2 separate regions of the Sus scrofa genome follow, and region 2 is linked to region 1. Evidence: chromatin contacts called from public Hi-C data. All regions are on one chromosome and are shown on one strand. Each heading gives the region's core, a stretch centred on a gene start, on an enhancer-like site or on the middle of the called end of the contact. The rest is flanking DNA. Distances are from core to core; before and after follow the strand shown. Region 1 holds the start of HOXC5 (homeobox protein Hox-C5). Region 2 holds the start of HNRNPA1 (heterogeneous nuclear ribonucleoprotein A1).

Evidence for each region. A called contact is a pair of places that touch in the nucleus more often than the background predicts.
Region 2: a Hi-C map of skeletal muscle shows a contact between it and region 1, with 2.6 times the contacts expected there. The contact joins the promoter of HNRNPA1 here to the promoter of HOXC5 in region 1. A contact is called at or near these places in 2 of 47 Hi-C or Micro-C datasets (both in skeletal muscle) and 1 of 2 datasets of contacts at active chromatin or transcription factors (skeletal muscle).

What each region holds. Positions count from the first base shown.
Region 1 is chr5:19,244,475-19,247,233 of Sscrofa11.1, forward strand. It overlaps HOXC5 (homeobox protein Hox-C5), which reads left to right and starts at 1,383. Exons shown (of 2, transcript XM_003126202.3): 1 at 1,383-1,914; 2 at 2,614-2,759. The coding sequence starts at 1,461. MIR615 (microRNA 615) reads left to right here and starts at 2,289; the gene lies at 2,289-2,376.
Region 2 is chr5:19,483,791-19,486,549 of Sscrofa11.1, forward strand. It overlaps HNRNPA1 (heterogeneous nuclear ribonucleoprotein A1), which reads left to right and starts at 1,387. Exons shown (of 9, transcript NM_001077218.1): 1 at 1,387-1,401; 2 at 1,947-2,063; 3 at 2,357-2,503; 4 at 2,634-2,759. The coding sequence starts at 1,387. CBX5 (chromobox protein homolog 5) reads right to left here and starts at 737. Exons shown (of 5, transcript XM_021091740.1): 1 at 583-737.

The DNA.
Region 1 (2,759 bases), core at 133-2,632:
TCCTGGCAGGGGCGGAGATTTCCTGGGGAGAAGCAGGCAGGAAAGAATCAGACTTGGGGCTAGGGAAGGGGTCAGAAAGGCTGTGGGAGCCCCTTGTCGCAGCCTGTAAAGGTGGCCCAGGCACCTGCCCTGCCCACCCCCAGCCCTGTCGGCCCTAGCCAGGTCCTTTCTGCACCTCCAAAGAGCTCAGAAATTGCTCTCCTGTGACACCCTTCTGGGTCCAGGTCCCTAGAAAGCCTGGTTCAGAGGCCTTTTCCCCCAAAGGCACAAAACAGGCCTCTTCCTCTGTCCTGTTCTTGTCACATTTGTGGAGGCCTGGATTTTGCTTCTCCAGGCTGTCAGTTAACATCTATTTTCCATGCAAAATACCTGGCATAGGTACCACATGAGGGTCATACACAGGGATGCAGAGCAGTTCCCCAGCCCATGGTGTCTCTGTTTCTTTAGCCACCCAGCTACCTCTGCCACCCACCCCTGCCACCCACCCAAATTGAAAATTGCCTTGTTGCCACTCTGGACTCCCTGGCTTGATGAGGAGGCCTAGTCATCTTCCCCTGGCTCCTCACCTCCAGGCTCATCCCAGAGGCCCCAGCACTCTTGTCCTCTCTAGTTCTGCCTACCCAGGACCCCTCCTCCTGGGGATCCTGTCTACCACTCCAGAGGCTGGGTTCACTTTCCCAAGCTGACAGGCAACCCCTTCAGCAGTAACAGGGCCCTGGGGCCTCCAAGGGAAGGGATCCCCACCCTTGGTTTAGCAAACCTGAGATAAACCCCCTCCAGCCAGGGCAGGGGGGCCTCCCTACCCCAAACCCCTTCCTTCAGCCATTTTGAACACTGAAAGACCTTGAGGTTCTGGAGGACAGGGCTATCTGTTACCAAAAAAACCTCTCTGTACATCCTAGTGAAGCTTCATCTCCCCTTAAAATTAAATATAATTTAAAAGGCCATTTCAGGGGTTTGTTGCATCAACACCCAGCCTCTTCACAGGAGAAAAAGCCAAGGCCTGAAGGCCAGCCAGAGAGCCAGGCTGCAATTCCTCGAAGTAGGCACCAGGTGTCGCTGTGGGCTCGTTGTCCCGGCTACCCCCCAATTCCAAGAACCATTTTTTTTTTCCTCCCCCTTCTCTCCCTTTCTCTCTCTCTCTCTCTCTCTCTCTCTCTCTCTCTCACTCTCACTCCCTCACCCCCTTGGTTGGGCTTTGCCAACATATCAAGATGCGTTTCGCCGGCTTCCATCACTAACCTCCCGGAGGTCATCAAGCCAAATTTATGAGTGGCCGCTCGAGTCACGTGACTCTATTTAAGGCTCCCTTATTTGGGAAGAGCGCATAGGATAAAGAAAGAGATATCTCCACCTATAAATTGTGCACTTTGGAGAACAAAAAACCCCTCAACTTCAAAGAGTCACAAATCACCCTTAATCAAAAAGGGTGCAGAAATTTTTTTTGGGCCCTCCCCGCCATGAGCTCCTACGTAGCCAATTCATTCTATAAGCAGAGCCCCAATATCCCTGCCTATAACATGCAAACTTGTGGGAACTATGGATCGGCCTCAGAGGTGCAGGCATCCAGGTACTGCTACGGCGGATTGGACTTAAGCATCACTTTCCCACCGCCTGCGCCTTCCAACTCTCTCCACGGGGTAGACATGGCTGCCAACCCCCGGGCTCACCCCGACCGCCCCGCCTGCAGCGCCGCGGCCGCTCCGGGACACGCTCTGGGCAGAGATGAAGCGGCTCCTCTGAACCCCGGGATGTACAGTCAGAAGGCGGCTCGCCCAGCGCTGGAGGAGCGAGCTAAGAGCAGTGGGGAGATCAAAGAGGAGCAGGCGCAGACAGGGCAGCCCGCCGGACTGAGCCAGCCACCGGCCCCGCCACAGATTTACCCGTGGATGACCAAACTGCACATGAGCCACGGTAAACTTTAGGACTTCATTTTGCGCGCTCGGGTCCGCCTGGGTTTTATAGGCCATGCGGGGCAAATAAAGAAAAAAAACCTGCGGCCATAAATTTTACGATCCAGGCATCAATGGCTCGTAAAACTGTCCACTAAAAGGCTTAGAGGCTGTGTGCGCCCAAATTTACGACGACATAATTGGATCATAGGAACAAAACGTGTATAAAAGGCAATATTCAATTTTTGGGGGAGAGGGAGGGAGTTAAAAAAATAGAGGGATCTGAAGGGTGAGGAGCGCGGGGCTCCAGAGCGGGGATCCCCCCGCGGTCCCTCCTCCCTCCCCTGCGGAGCCGGCTCGGCCGCCGCTTGCCGCTCCGGAGGATTCCAGCGACTCGGGAGGGGCGGGAGGGGGCTCCCCGGTGCTCGGATCTCGAGGGTGCTTATTGTTCGGTCCGAGCCTGGGTCTCCCTCTCCCCCCCACCCCCTCAGCCCCTCCGGCTGCTGAGTGAAGGCTGCGGCGGAAAGTTTCCTGCCTGGGCGGAGGCGCCTCTCCCCGGGCCAGGCTGGGCTGGGCCGGGCCCGCCTGCGGCCCGCCGGGCCTGTCCTGCCCTGCTCGCCTCGTCTCCCTCTGGCCGCGGGTGGGGGCCTGGGCTGGGACCGGGACGCTGGGGCGCTGCACGCTATTCACCCCTTCCTGGCTTGGGGGGTTTATGTTCCAGAGACGGACGGCAAGCGGTCCCGAACCAGTTACACGCGCTACCAGACTCTGGAACTGGAAAAAGAATTCCACTTTAACCGCTACCTCACTCGCCGCAGGCGCATAGAAATCGCCAACAACTTGTGTCTCAACGAGAGACAGATCAAG
Region 2 (2,759 bases), core at 137-2,636, 240 kb after region 1:
AGGCCCACAGGTTTTGTTAAAGTCATTGTGAATAAAATAGCCCCTACGCGCCATCACAGGCATTGAATCCCCTTCCTCGCATCCCCAAATCTAAGACCTCCCTCTTTTGGAGCGCTGATTGGACGAACAGCCTGAGCGCTTTCCAGAGGCTGCTCGCCTACTGGCTCCCGATTTGGTCCATCCACCTAACCGCCCAACTCCCGCATCCCCCATTGGAGTCAAATCGTGGCCTCTTGGAGGAGCCCAACCTACCGCGCGCTTCGTGCTCATTGGCTCAGTGAGATGCTGCTCAGGAGGAGAAAGCCCGCCTCCCACATACCGATGGCCCAAGGACCGATGAGTCGGCAGCTAAGGACAGCCCCAATTGGCCTATACACTCGCCAGTCAAACTCTTCCGCTGCAAAGCTCCACAGAACCTACGGGGATAAAACATCCCGCCCCCGTTCTTCCATTGGTTGGCCGATCTCACCGCTCCCCCTTCACGAGCCCCCACCCCGAGGTCCATTCATTTCACACAATAACGGGCCCAGTTGGAGTCAGTTCAAGACCTCGTATGGGTAGGCAAGATGGTCCGCCACTTACCGGGGGTCGAGACCGATCACTCACGCTAACGCCTCGCCTGTTCCTCTGTGGTGCGGCCGGACCACAAGCCACCGCCGCCGCCGCCTTCTGCGCAACGCCAACCGCCCGCCAAAACGGATCCTTCCCTGCGCCTGCGCGACCAATCCTGGGACCCGACCCTTTCCCCGCCCATTACGCCTGCGCAAAAGGGGGCACAACTCCCGCCACTACGCAGGCGCCTTAGGTTCGCCGCTGTCTCCTGCCCGCCATTTCACGTGTTGCAAGCTCCGGGCGGAACTTCTTAGCGCGCCTGCGTAAACTCGCCATTTTACTACACATGCGCTCAGCAGGCGATCTTGCCCCCGCCCCCGTTCCGCCAAATTGTCACATGCTAGCTACTTTTTTGATACATAGTATTAAAAATGCTTTGACACAGGCGTTGAATATTCCGGACATAGCTAATTAAAAAGTTATCTCAATACCCGAAATAATTCAAATATGAATCATTGGTTGACCAGCCAATCAGTCTAGTTAAGAATAATATTACTTAGGAACCAATGGACCGGGAGGGGTTGAGACTGCGTAGAACGCCCAAACGGATGACGTTACACAGCAACGCATACGAGAGACCAATAGTGGGGGAAAGCTATGTCAAATATCCAATCAGAGCTACTCAGGGGCGGAGTCTACCAATGCCGAACGCGAGGAGGCGGGATAAAAAAGCGAGGCCGAAGGTAGGCTGGCAGACTCGTTCGTTAGATTACTCCTTTCTGCCCCCGGACGCCGCCGAGTAAGCATCGTTGTAACCTCCTCCCCACTACCGTCATGTCTAAGTCAGAGGTGAGTGAGACTCTTTTTTCATCTGCGTTTTCTTCTTCGCCGCTTGCTGAGTTTGGTAGGGTGCAGTCTGGTTTGGCTGCTTGCACCAGCCTTTTCGGCAGTTCTTCGGTCGCTGCCGGGGCCTACCCCTCCCTGAGTTCAGGTCGCCATTTTGTCCTCGTCGCCATGAGGCTGTCGTCGTGCAATCCTTGGTTATCACGCTGCTCTCGTTCTTTTTTGCAATGCTCGTGGACACATTCGGTCTGTTTTTCATCCTTGTCCTAGTGGACGACTTTCTTAAAGAGTAGCTGTAGTCCAATTTTGGCGATGCACGCCCTCCCAGTCCTTTTGTTGCGCGTGCGTCGTAGGGAGAGTAAGGGGCGCATGCGCTCGCCGCTTCCCAGCCCCCAACATACCGCCTCCCCAGATGGGGAGAAGCACGTGGCTTACAGCGACCCGAGGGAACAATAAAAGCTTCGTACGTTGCTACCTGGTGTTGCTTCTTGTAGCGGGGAGCTTGTTTGCGTTATAGCCCTATTTAACGCTTTTTTTGCCCCTACTTCTAGTCTCCCAAAGAGCCCGAACAGCTGCGGAAGCTCTTCATCGGAGGTTTGAGCTTTGAAACAACCGATGAGAGTCTGAGGAGCCATTTTGAGCAATGGGGAACGCTCACAGACTGTGTGGTAAGACTTGGAAGAGACAAAAGGCCTTAGAGCTAGTTGTTTTTCTTGGCTTATCTCGCTGTCGTTGCTGTTTGAATGCTTATGAAGATTCCTATTGACTTTATAGCTTACTTGACAAAGGAAGGTGTGGCTTCATAGCTGAAAAGCTCCCAATTGTTAGGTTTAAGGGGTGGGGGCGGTGGTCATTGAAGAGCTTCGTTTAGAGGGTTGGTAGAAAGTTTTCCATTGCCTTAGTCAAGGTAGAAAAGGCTGTAACTTCTGGTGTCTTACCATGTGCTAAATAAACATTAAAGGTAATGAGGGACCCAAACACCAAGCGCTCCAGAGGTTTCGGGTTTGTCACGTATGCCACTGTGGAGGAGGTGGATGCAGCCATGAATGCAAGGCCGCACAAGGTGGATGGAAGAGTTGTGGAACCAAAGAGGGCCGTCTCAAGAGAAGTAAGTGATGTTTTTCTTGTGTTTCATCGACTGGAAATGTTCGATTAGCAGGATTCACTCACATTAAGGGGATGTAACAGACTTAGTATTAACATGGTCTTAGGATTGTTACTATTTTCTCCCCCTTTAGGATTCTCAAAGACCTGGTGCCCACTTAACTGTGAAAAAGATTTTTGTTGGTGGCATTAAAGAAGACACTGAAGAACATCACCTAAGAGATTATTTTGAACAGTATGGGAAAATCGAAGTGATTGAA